Linked DNA regions of Mus musculus: all the other regions are linked to region 1. The links are chromatin contacts, called in public Hi-C maps. All regions are on one chromosome and are shown on one strand. Each heading gives the region's core, a stretch centred on a gene start, on an enhancer-like site or on the middle of the called end of the contact. The rest is flanking DNA. Distances are from core to core; before and after follow the strand shown.

The links. Hi-C and Micro-C count contacts between places; a contact is called where the count stands out from the background.
Region 2: a contact with region 1 is called in a Hi-C map of cranial neural crest, with 1.7 times the contacts expected there. The contact joins two enhancer-like sites.
Region 3: a Hi-C map of cranial neural crest shows a contact between it and region 1, with 2.9 times the contacts expected there. The contact joins two enhancer-like sites. A contact is called at or near these places in 9 of 484 Hi-C or Micro-C datasets (the HL-1 cell line, MC3T3-E1-derived osteoblasts, Sertoli cells and 6 more) and 1 of 9 other capture datasets (embryonic stem cells).

The regions. Positions count from the first base shown.
Region 1 is chr12:9,337,213-9,340,743 of GRCm38.p6, forward strand. No RefSeq gene overlaps it. Among named protein-coding and RNA genes, the nearest start is that of Gm46323, 32 kb to the right of the region's middle. Within about 2 kb of position 1,894, at least 35 of the 459 cell types and tissues checked have an H3K27ac peak or open chromatin away from gene starts, as enhancers often do.
Region 2 is chr12:9,749,660-9,753,190 of GRCm38.p6, forward strand. No RefSeq gene overlaps it. Among named protein-coding and RNA genes, the nearest start is that of Gm23979, 110 kb to the left of the region's middle. Within about 2 kb of position 1,907, at least 12 of the 459 cell types and tissues checked have an H3K27ac peak or open chromatin away from gene starts, as enhancers often do.
Region 3 is chr12:9,049,443-9,052,973 of GRCm38.p6, forward strand. No RefSeq gene overlaps it. Among named protein-coding and RNA genes, the nearest start is that of Ttc32, 21 kb to the left of the region's middle. Within about 2 kb of position 1,554, at least 8 of the 459 cell types and tissues checked have an H3K27ac peak or open chromatin away from gene starts, as enhancers often do.

The sequences.
Region 1 (3,531 bases), core at 644-3,143:
TCATCCTAAGCTAGTTTGGATGTTTATCTCTTCTGCTAAAAACAGATGGGCTTGTATCTACCACATACACCAGGCTACTATCCTCTGCCCACATGGTCTCTTGTCTTCTAGATGTGTCTTACTCATCTTTGCATTTTCAATGTCTACCATAATTCCCAGTGTGTTATTTTTTTGCATTAGGAAATATTTCTGAATGAATAGACAAACAGCTATCAGCTCAAACAAGGCTTGGCTTATAAACACAATGAGAATTTAGGAAAATGAGATTCACTTTTGCCATAAAGAGCTTACACATTGCAGACTACAACACAGGCTCCATAATCCTTGAAAACTCTTACATGATTATCCCCATAAAACCCCCACGGGCTAGAAGGGACTCTCATGACCTCAGCCTGGAACAGTTTCCTATCTTCTTTACATGACATCTAGCCTATTTTCATTATGGGAAGGATGACTGTGTTCATGGAAGACAGGAAGGACCAGACGATGGCTCCTTCCCCAGGAAGTCTTCAAAATTCACACTGCCCTTTGGGAGTTCCCACTAGTATATGGAACATAAGGATTCGGTACAATATGGGCATATTTGTACAGTTTTTTTTTTTAAAGATTAAACATGATACAGTACTGGAAGTGAGCACGGAAGATTGAGGCCCTGGGTTTTATGCTTTCCCTTGCTACAGGGGATGGAAGGAATATTGTTTCTCCTTAAAATGATTTATTTAAATGGGTAGGCTAGAATTCTACTTAAAACCCAGTGTCTGAATGCACCTGTTTAAGTCAGCTTCTTGTTCTCTCAGGTATTTAGGCATTGAATTTTCCCCATTAGGGGAGTGATTGACACTGTGGTCCTTACAATAACACATGATTATAACTCTGCAAATGGCAATTACATTCAATGGAAACCAGATGTTGCTTGGAATTCGACTCTTCTGGTTTCTTGGTGAAGTAGATGAATTTGTAAAGTAGAAAACCACAGTCATTACTCAGATGGACTGTACATGAATTAATGACATAATATCTAAATCATATATGGTTGAAAATAATGATTAACTTAAACTATCAAGATAAGCTAATGAAAAACAGACCCTTAAAAATTAAAGATGTGTTTTCTTCAATGTATTTTATTCATATGCTAATCATAAAACTACCCTGGTTTTGGTGTCTCTTCAGTCCTGAATAGAAAAAAGAACTTGTTTAAAAAAGAAGTCTTTTTTGGTGGTTCCCCTGTGGGAGGAGGTGGACAACTGTGATGGTTTTTCTTGGCTAGTGAATTTTTCTAGAGTCTGAAATCAATCTTTTAAAAATATATTGTTGTTAAGGACAGTTAGCAGTGTTTTATGCTGAATTACACACGTTATATTGCTAAGGACATATTCGGCATCCGAGGGACTGGCTTTTCATGTATGTACAAAGCATATCCGTTCACATACAACTTCTTTCTCTCTCCTGAGCCTGCAAACAAAGCACACATGCACACATTCATAGGTGCACAGACTCTCCTTCTCCCTGTCTCTCTCTTATCTTACACACACACACACACACACACACACACACCACTCAGTGATGCCTCCAGCCAAGAAGGCAAATTGGCATTTCAAATCCACCCACACTACCATTTCAAAAGCTCACAGCCTTGGGTTAGCACCCTCTGAGGTGGTTGAGTTTGCAAACCTTGGCCCATCATTTCCACTGTCATGAATTCTCAATGACATCATCACTGTAAAATTAGGAACTCTCTTTCTTTTCCTGCAGATGTGAAAGCTTGACATTGCATTCCATGGTCCCGTGCCACATTTCATCAGCGTTCTTCCTTCGCTTTCTCCAAAGCCCGTGGCCGCATGTGGTGTGTAGATTGCCAGTGCTGTTTGGGATCTCATATCAAATGCTGCTACTTAATCCCAGGCGGCCTTCCCCAAGCCCACACCTGCAGCTCATTGAATCCTCCTGGAGTACAAAGGGCTGATTTACAGCACGAAGGATCCAGGCACTGGTTGCAGCTGGAGCTCCAGCAGGAAAAGGAAGTTGTTCATCATCTTGTGTGCATTTCATTAACAATAGTGTACCCGATATGTAGCTCATAGAATAATTTCAAGTCACTGACAGAGAGCATTATGGCATTTGGCATTACTAGGAAAAAATACTTCAGGATGGGCAAATTAAACGTGAGCGCGAGGTTTCCATGAGACCCCCTGGAACCGCATTCACTACTGTCTGATTCTTTGGGCTTTACCCCGCTTCTCATTCTTTCCCTTTGTCGTTGGAGCAGTCTTAGGGTTCAACTGGGATATTGCTAGCTTTCTGCTTTGTTTTAGGTATTAACAACCAGGAGCTTCGAGCGAGCTATGCTAAGCCAACCACTTGATGTATGTTTATTTGTTGGGGTGGCAGTTGCCGTGGCCGAATGAGACATGCAGTATGTATATTTCTCTTCTGAGAGTTCACCTCCATGTGTGTTAGTGAGTCCCAGTCTGATGCTGGCGATGAGGAGTGAGGATGGTGGAGACAAAGAAGGTACAGATGCCAAGAGATTATCGTATGGCTGAGCTTCCTCTCTCAGCTCTTAGGCCTGTCTTCTCTGCAGCCCAGTATCAGCCTCCAAAGAGGGGATCCCTATCCACCAAGGGGCTGGCTGTCCAGTTCTCTGCAACTCCACTTGTTCTACGGGAGTATCTTGCAGTTGAAGGATCTATTAAGGAGACCGAAGGCCTAAACCTAAGCTTACTTCAGAACAAAATCACTTCAGAAGTGGTGCAGGATGCTCACTGCATTTGGGTCAATGCCCTGCACGATGGTTGAGTGATGCACAGAATAGAAAGGCAAAGATGGATTTATGGTGGCTGTTGGCACTTTATTTCTAGAGGACAAAATCAATAAAAATCGCCCTGCTTGAGGGAGAAGGCTCAGGGAGGCAGAAGCAAATTTCTTTTCACTTTGTAATGGTAAACAAACCGGGCTCAGAGCAGTATCTGATGTGGCTGCACAGAGCCTGGTTTCCAGTTTCTCTTGATGTGTCAAATGTATCCCTTATGTGAATCATGGTTTAAAAATACTTGTATGCAGTGGGTTTGGGAAATCAATAAGCTTTTATGATGCTCTCCTTGCTTCACATAATTTCTGATTTCAAAAGAAAGCCTGTGTATTCCTTTAAGTTGTTTATATATTATGTGTTTCAAAACTAACAGCTCTTCCAAGAGTTTCCCCAGGATTGTTAGAGTTTTTTTTTTCCCCTTGTTCTCCTCTCTTGCTTGCTTGCTTTCCCTTTCTTGTCAGTAATGCTAATGAGTTCGAAACTTACACATAAATTGAAGCAGGATTTATAAAATGCAATAAAAAAACTTCTAGGCAAGAAAGATAAATATAACAATCCATGAGACCATGTCAGCCTTTTCCAACATTGGAAAGACTACAGACAGGGACATTAACGAATGACCAGGCTGTGTGGCGTTTCTCAGGTTAGGAGCTGAGGCTCCCAGCAAGCAGCCTTACGAAGAGCTGTCCTGCCTTCCTTGATTTCTCTGAAATTCAAATCTA
Region 2 (3,531 bases), core at 657-3,156, 410 kb after region 1:
TTGCTAAGACATGATGGAACTGGAGATCAAATACAAGGCAAAACAAGCCAGGCTAAAACAACAACAGCAACAACAACAAACAAAGCTCAGCTCTTAAAATCAGTGAGTCCAGTGGTGTTTTTCACATCTTGGGAGAGAAAATAAAAGGAATGGATGAGAAGGGTTGCTTAAAGTATGGAAAATTCACAACAGGATAGGAGAGGTTAGCAAGGGTGTTCTACTGTAAAGACAATGGTTATTACTATCTGTACTATATGATTTAAAATAGTTAGACACTTTTGACTTTTCTTTTATTTTTGGTTGTGAGCCTAGCCTTTAACGGCTGAGCCATCTCTCCAGCCTATTGACTTTTCTTATCACAAAGTAATAACCAAAAAGTCTGTGGGTAATCTAGGTATACCTATGGAGTAAATCTATATAATATAGACGTGCACTGTGGCATCACAGTGTATCCCAGGAAAATGTATAGTTGTAGTAGCAATTAAGAAGAATCTGAAATGCTGCTGTGTCCTCTACCCAGTTTTACATCCGTCATAGTCCAGCCAGCACGTAGCCCCAGTCTTTTCTTGGCATTTCAGAGTAGAAGTGGCCACATGTAGTCCTGTCTGTCTCTGGTATTGTGGTCTCCTGTTTCTATCAGTTAGGTACACTGATGCTGTTTCCCATACTTGCGTGAGAGCTCACACATTGAATACAAGCTAAGTATCTGTTATGAGGACTTTGAGAAGTATACCCTGCTACTGGGGATTAGTAAACTCTGAAGGTGGCTGCAGGAGCCTGGGAAGAGGAAGGGCAGCTTACAGGCTAGCTGTCTGTTTGTTACTCTCCAGACCACCCCTGTGTAGGGAAGATGCCTTTGCTGGTGAGCTGAGAGACTGGAAATCTGGGTATATGAAAGGAGCAGTCACAGTTTAGGACCAGGGATATTCCTTGGAATGGAGTGTTGTCTTTTCCCACTCCATCTCCAGCCCAGCAGTGTTAAGCTTCAGTCAAAACTTGCTTCAAATAAAGCAATGACAAAAGCAAGCCATTTGGACTGTTTTACTTATCATGTGACTTGGGGTCCTCAATATGGATTCAGCACAGCTGTGTTTTTTAATAATCTAGACCAGATTAAAGGGCCCTGCGCTTGAGACGTGTACTTTATTTAACAATGTGTTACTTATAGCACCTCAGACACAAGTGGGCTTCTACATTTCTGTTGGAGAAGCTGCAGGTATGCACAGTAAGCTATAGTTTCCACAGGGTTTTTCTTTTCTAAATCCTATGAAAGGAAGAAAAAATGCAAAAAAAAAAAAATCAACAAACCAAGCTTCTGTAGCTCCTATGTCCCTCAAATAAATGAACAGTAATTAACTTACACAGTTCAGTTCATTTAGTTTTTAAAATAGCTCCATGCTATTTTACTTTTAAAATATCTTAGGAGATTTCCTGAAGAGATCATTACACCAAGTTGGTCCTGACTTGTGTAGGCAATAAAGCAAATAAAGTCATTAAAAATAATTTGAACAAAAGGAGTAACTTGATATTATGCCATCTACATTTGGTTAAAATGACATTTTAAAGTTTGCTTTCATCTTACCAAACAGATCTCCGAACAGAAAAAAAAATGTGATTAATAAATTATCCTCCATAAATCTTATGATAACTATTATAGTCTTTGGAGAATTATGAATCCACATCTGGAAAAAGTATTTTATATGCTACTGCCTGTAAAACAGCATGCCATGCATTTTACAAGTGCACGTTAGTTAGTAAAAATACGGTATGGTTTTTTGTGTTCATCATTTTCCCCTACAAAAGAAGTGTAAGCCTAGTTTATTTCATAGTAAAGAGTGCTAATAAAGTTTATATGACGCTTGTTTTCCTCCCTTACTTTGGTGCTAATGTAGTTTCACTGGGTTAGTTTGAAGGAGCTTTCTAACCCAGCTCAAGGAAGCCATCACTAAAAGCAAAGTCAGCTGGTGCCCCTAGTAGCTGGAGTGGGCAGAAATCAGCTGGTCCAAGGGGTGGCAGAAACATCACAGGAGTACACTGAAATCATCAGAGCTGTGCACCTCATCCTGCCTTGTGTGTGTGTGTATGTGTGTGTGTGTACATGGGCCTGTGTGAAAATGTCTTTGTGTGTTTGTATGTGTGTATGGTGTGCATATGTGCCTGTGTGTGTGTGTGCACATGGGCCTGTGTGTAAATGTCTTTGTGTGTTTGTATGTGTGTATGGTGTGCATATGTGCCTGTGTGTGTGTGCGCACATGGGCCTATGTGTAAATGTCTTTGTGTGTGTGCGTGTGTGTGTGTGTGTGTGGTGTGCACATGTGCCTCTGTGTGTGCACGTGCACTCATTATCCTGATTCTTTTTATCCTTTTTCAGATTCATAGTAGGTCTCCTGAGTTCCTGACTCAGAATGCATGCAAGATAAGATCATTTTTAGAATTAGAAATTTGATTAAACTTAAACATTTGTTAAGGAAAACGAGCAAAGTGCTTTGAGAGCCAACAGTGTCCCTTGGAAATAGAAAATGTTTTCTCGTTTCCAGGCAGCTGTTTGTAATAAGAAGTAGCTGCTGAGTGAGAGGGAAGGACGCCATTAAGTGAAGGTAACCCCTCCAGGGTTTTATGGAGCACCACAGTCATGCAAGCACCATCAGTGATAAATATCACAATAGTGGTTACAGCGCATCTGGTTTTATTTCCATGTGGATCCCCGAATACACTTCAATCCAAGTCACAGAATACATTTAACGATCACAGAAATGCACAAGCTTAATGTACACAAAAGCAACCTCAGGGAAAAGAAAAGATGGCCAAGTCTTATTTCCAGAAGAATGACCTACCAGGATCCATAACAATAACACCTGTAAACCAAATTCTCTTTTGTTTGGATTCTGGAAAAGCGAGCGGCACACCAGACTTTCCTAAGTAGATACCAGGCCTTCAGTCTCCAGAGAGTTTTAATGCATTTATCTTGGAGGCCTTATTTCCAAACATTTAGAATGATCAGATTAAGGGCTTGGGGTGCTGCTGGAAAAACAAGGGTCTTGAAGTACCCTTAGTCAGCCTGTGGAGGTAGCTCAGCTGGTAAAGTGTTCACTGCATGAAGACCTGTGTTTCATCTCGAAAACCCATGTTAAAAACAAACAAACAAGAAAGCAAACGAACTGAACAAAACTGGGTTTGGGGACATGTTCTTGTGACTTTAGCATTAAAGGAGACCGGCAGATCCTGGGGCTTATTGGCCAGTCATTCTCATCTAATTAGTGAGCTACAGGACAGTAAGAAACCCTGTGTCTAAAAGCACTGTGACATATGCTGAGGAATGACACTGAAGCTAGACCTCTGGCTTCTGTCGTAACTTCACATACAAATCTATATCTCCTCTTGAGTAAGATACGTGCGTGAGTACACACACACACACACAGACAGACACACACAGACAGACACACACACAGGCACAGACAGACAGACACACACAGACACAGACACACACAGACACAGACACACAGACACACACACACAGACACACACAGACAC
Region 3 (3,531 bases), core at 304-2,803, 290 kb before region 1:
TCTAGACTTGCTGGGTTGGAAAAAATTTTCCTGGAGACATGGGGCCATGAATATCACAAAAGTCTTTTGTTGTTGCCCATAGGCTAGGGGCAGGCTTCATTCTGTAGAGCACTGGGGAATAGCTTCATCCCTGAGACCCACTGGGGCAACAGCTCTACAACCCATGTTCATTAGGGGGTTCATTATAAAAGGCAGGGCCCGATTCCTGCTACCTCTGTAAGAACCCCACTTGGACTTTCTGGGTTGCACATCTGTGGACTCCTTTTATATTACTCTTTATGACCTGGGAGAGTGAGGTCTCTTAGACACCTCCAACCAGGCCCAGAGTCAGGCCAGGGCCAGCAGAGAACATGCAAGGGCAGCAAGGAGAACCCGTAGCACAGAGTGGATGCACAGATAAGGAGGATGGGGCAGGGCAGTCACGTCAGCCAGGCCCAGGGGGCAGCGCTGGGCATATGTTCTGTGGGGCATTAGTCTGTGCCCCATCTAGATATCAGCTGCTGGCACTGAGCTCTAGGGCAGTATCCACACTTGTGTGTGGGTTATGTAGGGTGGACACCATTGGTGACACACTGTGGGGTGGGTACAAGCTGTAAGTGCCCGCGGTTGTTGCCCCTGGGACTGTCGAGCGACAATTGCTAGTGCTATCAAGGAACTGAATTACTGATTTCACTCACATCAATTTCAAATATAAAAATGTCAGGGCTGGGAGATGCTCAGTCTGGGAAATGCTTATCATGCAGACGGTTTGCTGGGCACCTAAAATCCAGCATCCAGGTAAAAGCTGGGTGGTGTGTAGCTATAATCCCAGCACTGGGGGTTGCTGTGGTGACAGGCAGGTTTCCTAAGCTCCCTGGTCAGCCAGCCCATCCATAAGGATGAGTTCCAGCGTCAGTGAGCAAGTGTATTAAAAGGTAAGGTGCAGAGCACTCACACACACACACACATACAAGCTTCATGCTTCACACATGTGCTTCGTGAACACATGCGTATGTACGTGGACATGTATGCAGATAGGTATCACACGCACACTTGTGATTCAGTCATTAGAAGTTGTGAAAGTGTGTTTGGGGCAACAAATTCACATTTAAAGTTTGTGCGTTGGCAACTGCGGAGCTTGTGCGATCTCAATCAAGTATTTCTGATGAAAGCGTCATGTTCAAATGGCAATACACTGCAAGTGTTAAATAAATACCAGATTGTGAATACTCTGTTCACAAAAGAAGAATGCTAACCATTGCTAACATTTTTATATTGATTATGTGTTGAAATGATAATATTTTGGATACATCGGATCAAATAAAATCACATTAAACTTACTGTCACTGGCTCCCGTCACTTTTGAGCTCTGTGGTTTGGGCAGTTTCCCCCTAAACTCTCTAGGCTTCAATTTCACCTTATCTGCAGTTACTGCAGAAAAACCCCTCTGGGCTCATCAAAGTGCTGATGGCTGAAGGAGGAGGTTTCCAGCCTCGCAGTGAGGCTGGCCTTGGAAGGGTCAGACCCCCCTCCCTCCCAGACAGGAAGCACCGCCCAGGAAGCCGTTTCCCAGGCCTCAGGATTAGCACTAGCCCGACACCCAGCCATTGCAGATGACTCTCCCTAACAAGCACAGCTTTGCACTTTCTGGAAACTCTCCCTCTGGCTGAGTGCTCCTGGCTCGTATACCTCCCAGTTCCCTGTACCTGGGTTTCCGGCTCAGGGGGGAGAGAACAGGCATGAGCCTCCCTATCTTCTCTGGGTGGTTCCAGTGTTTTCTTGGTAGCTGCCTGGGGTGAGGGTTATGGTCGACAGGAGCTTCAAGGAATGTCCAGGAAGCCAAGGAAACCGACCAGACTCAATAGCTCAGAAAGTTACAAAAGTCACAAGCACTCCTCCTCCAATTCCTACCCACTCTAGAAACCAGAGCAGTTGCTGGCAGGAGACTCTCTTCGCTGGAACTGCCTTCAAGTTGGGCAGGAGGTTTCAGGAATGCTGCTTTTCTGGGTCTGTCACTCATAGTCGGGTGGACTTTTCGGTGATACTGTGGTCTTTGAGTCACCATGCACCTGGATGCAATGCCCACCCATTCTCCTGTAAGTAAATCCAATAAACTCACTGAGTCACCTGAGTCACCAAGTCAATATTGGGAATTAGTTCTTTGGCCTGATTTTGGTTCCCTAAATAGACCCGTGTTATGCCTCCCTGGGAAAGGCCACACAACACCATTTTCTCCCTCCTGTAATTCAGGGCTAGGGAACACGAGTCCAGGCTGGGTTAGGGCTTGTTTTAGGGTTTTGAGTTCAAGCCCCAGGCTAAGGCTCTGCTGGGCACCACATTCTTGTCCCTTCCCTCCTGGAGGAGCCTGGAGGTGTGGAGTATGTGATGGCAAGAGGAAGAAAGCCTCCTGTCGGGCTTGCCAGGCACTCACTTACACAAGCTGCGTATGTTTGAAGTGACTTCTGTGTATGGGTGATTTGTTTTCCTGTATGCTGTGTGCCACATGTTAGCAGTGTCCACAAAGACCAGAAGAGGACATCGGACCTCCTCAGAACTGGAGTTTCAGACTGTTGCGAGCCACCATGTGGGTGCTGGGAATGGAGTCTGGGTCATCTCTCTCTCTAGTCCTGCAAGGTGTTTTCTTAAAATAGCTGTGCATGTGATTGGATATCTATAAAGGGAGGGGACCTTGCTGGTCTCTAGGGTCTGGAGAGTCCAGAAGATGTGGTACTTAACATCTAGCATAGCCATGGACACATGGCTAAAGGTGGCCTGCTGTTTCATAGACCTGCCTGTTGCTCTAGGCATGCCATTTGCCATATGGCCACTAGGTGTCATCATCACACCATGAGTGGGCCTCTTAGCCCGGTCTAAGAGACACATGTGCAGGACAGGGCCTAGGACAGGTGTGTGTTCTCTAGTCCAGGCTGTGTTCTGATGGCTGTGTGTCTGCCTTATTGGATTACAGTGCTGCTGCTGACTCTAATTGGGACTTTCAATAGTATGTCTTTTCCTGTGGAGAACCGCAAGTCTTACCCACTTTCTTGTGCTCTGAAATGCCCAGGCTCACCACCCCTGGGAATCAGAGGGCCAATAACTACCATCTTACTTGAGGCTTATGTAAAAGTCTCGGAGGCTCTGAGATCTTGATATATCTGACACGTTTGGAAAAATGAGCTGCCTGATCCCTACACCTCACTCATATGGGTCTGGCCTCTAGACCTGACATCAAGTAGGGGGCACGTGTAAAAAGACCCTCACTCACCACACCCATCCACAGGCAGGTTGGGATGATATGGGAGCGATATATTTGTTTTATCTTTGAAATTATAATATAATTACAACATTTCTCGTTCCCCTTTCTTACCTCGAAACCCCAGCATATCTCCTCTGCCCCCAACTCTTTTCATTCAAACTCATGGCCTTTCCCCCAGTGTTATTGCATGCTTAACATATATGTATTTACATACATACGTACAACTAAATATACTACTTGGTCCATAGAATATCACTTGTATGTATGCTTCCAGGACTGGCCATTTGGCAGTGGAC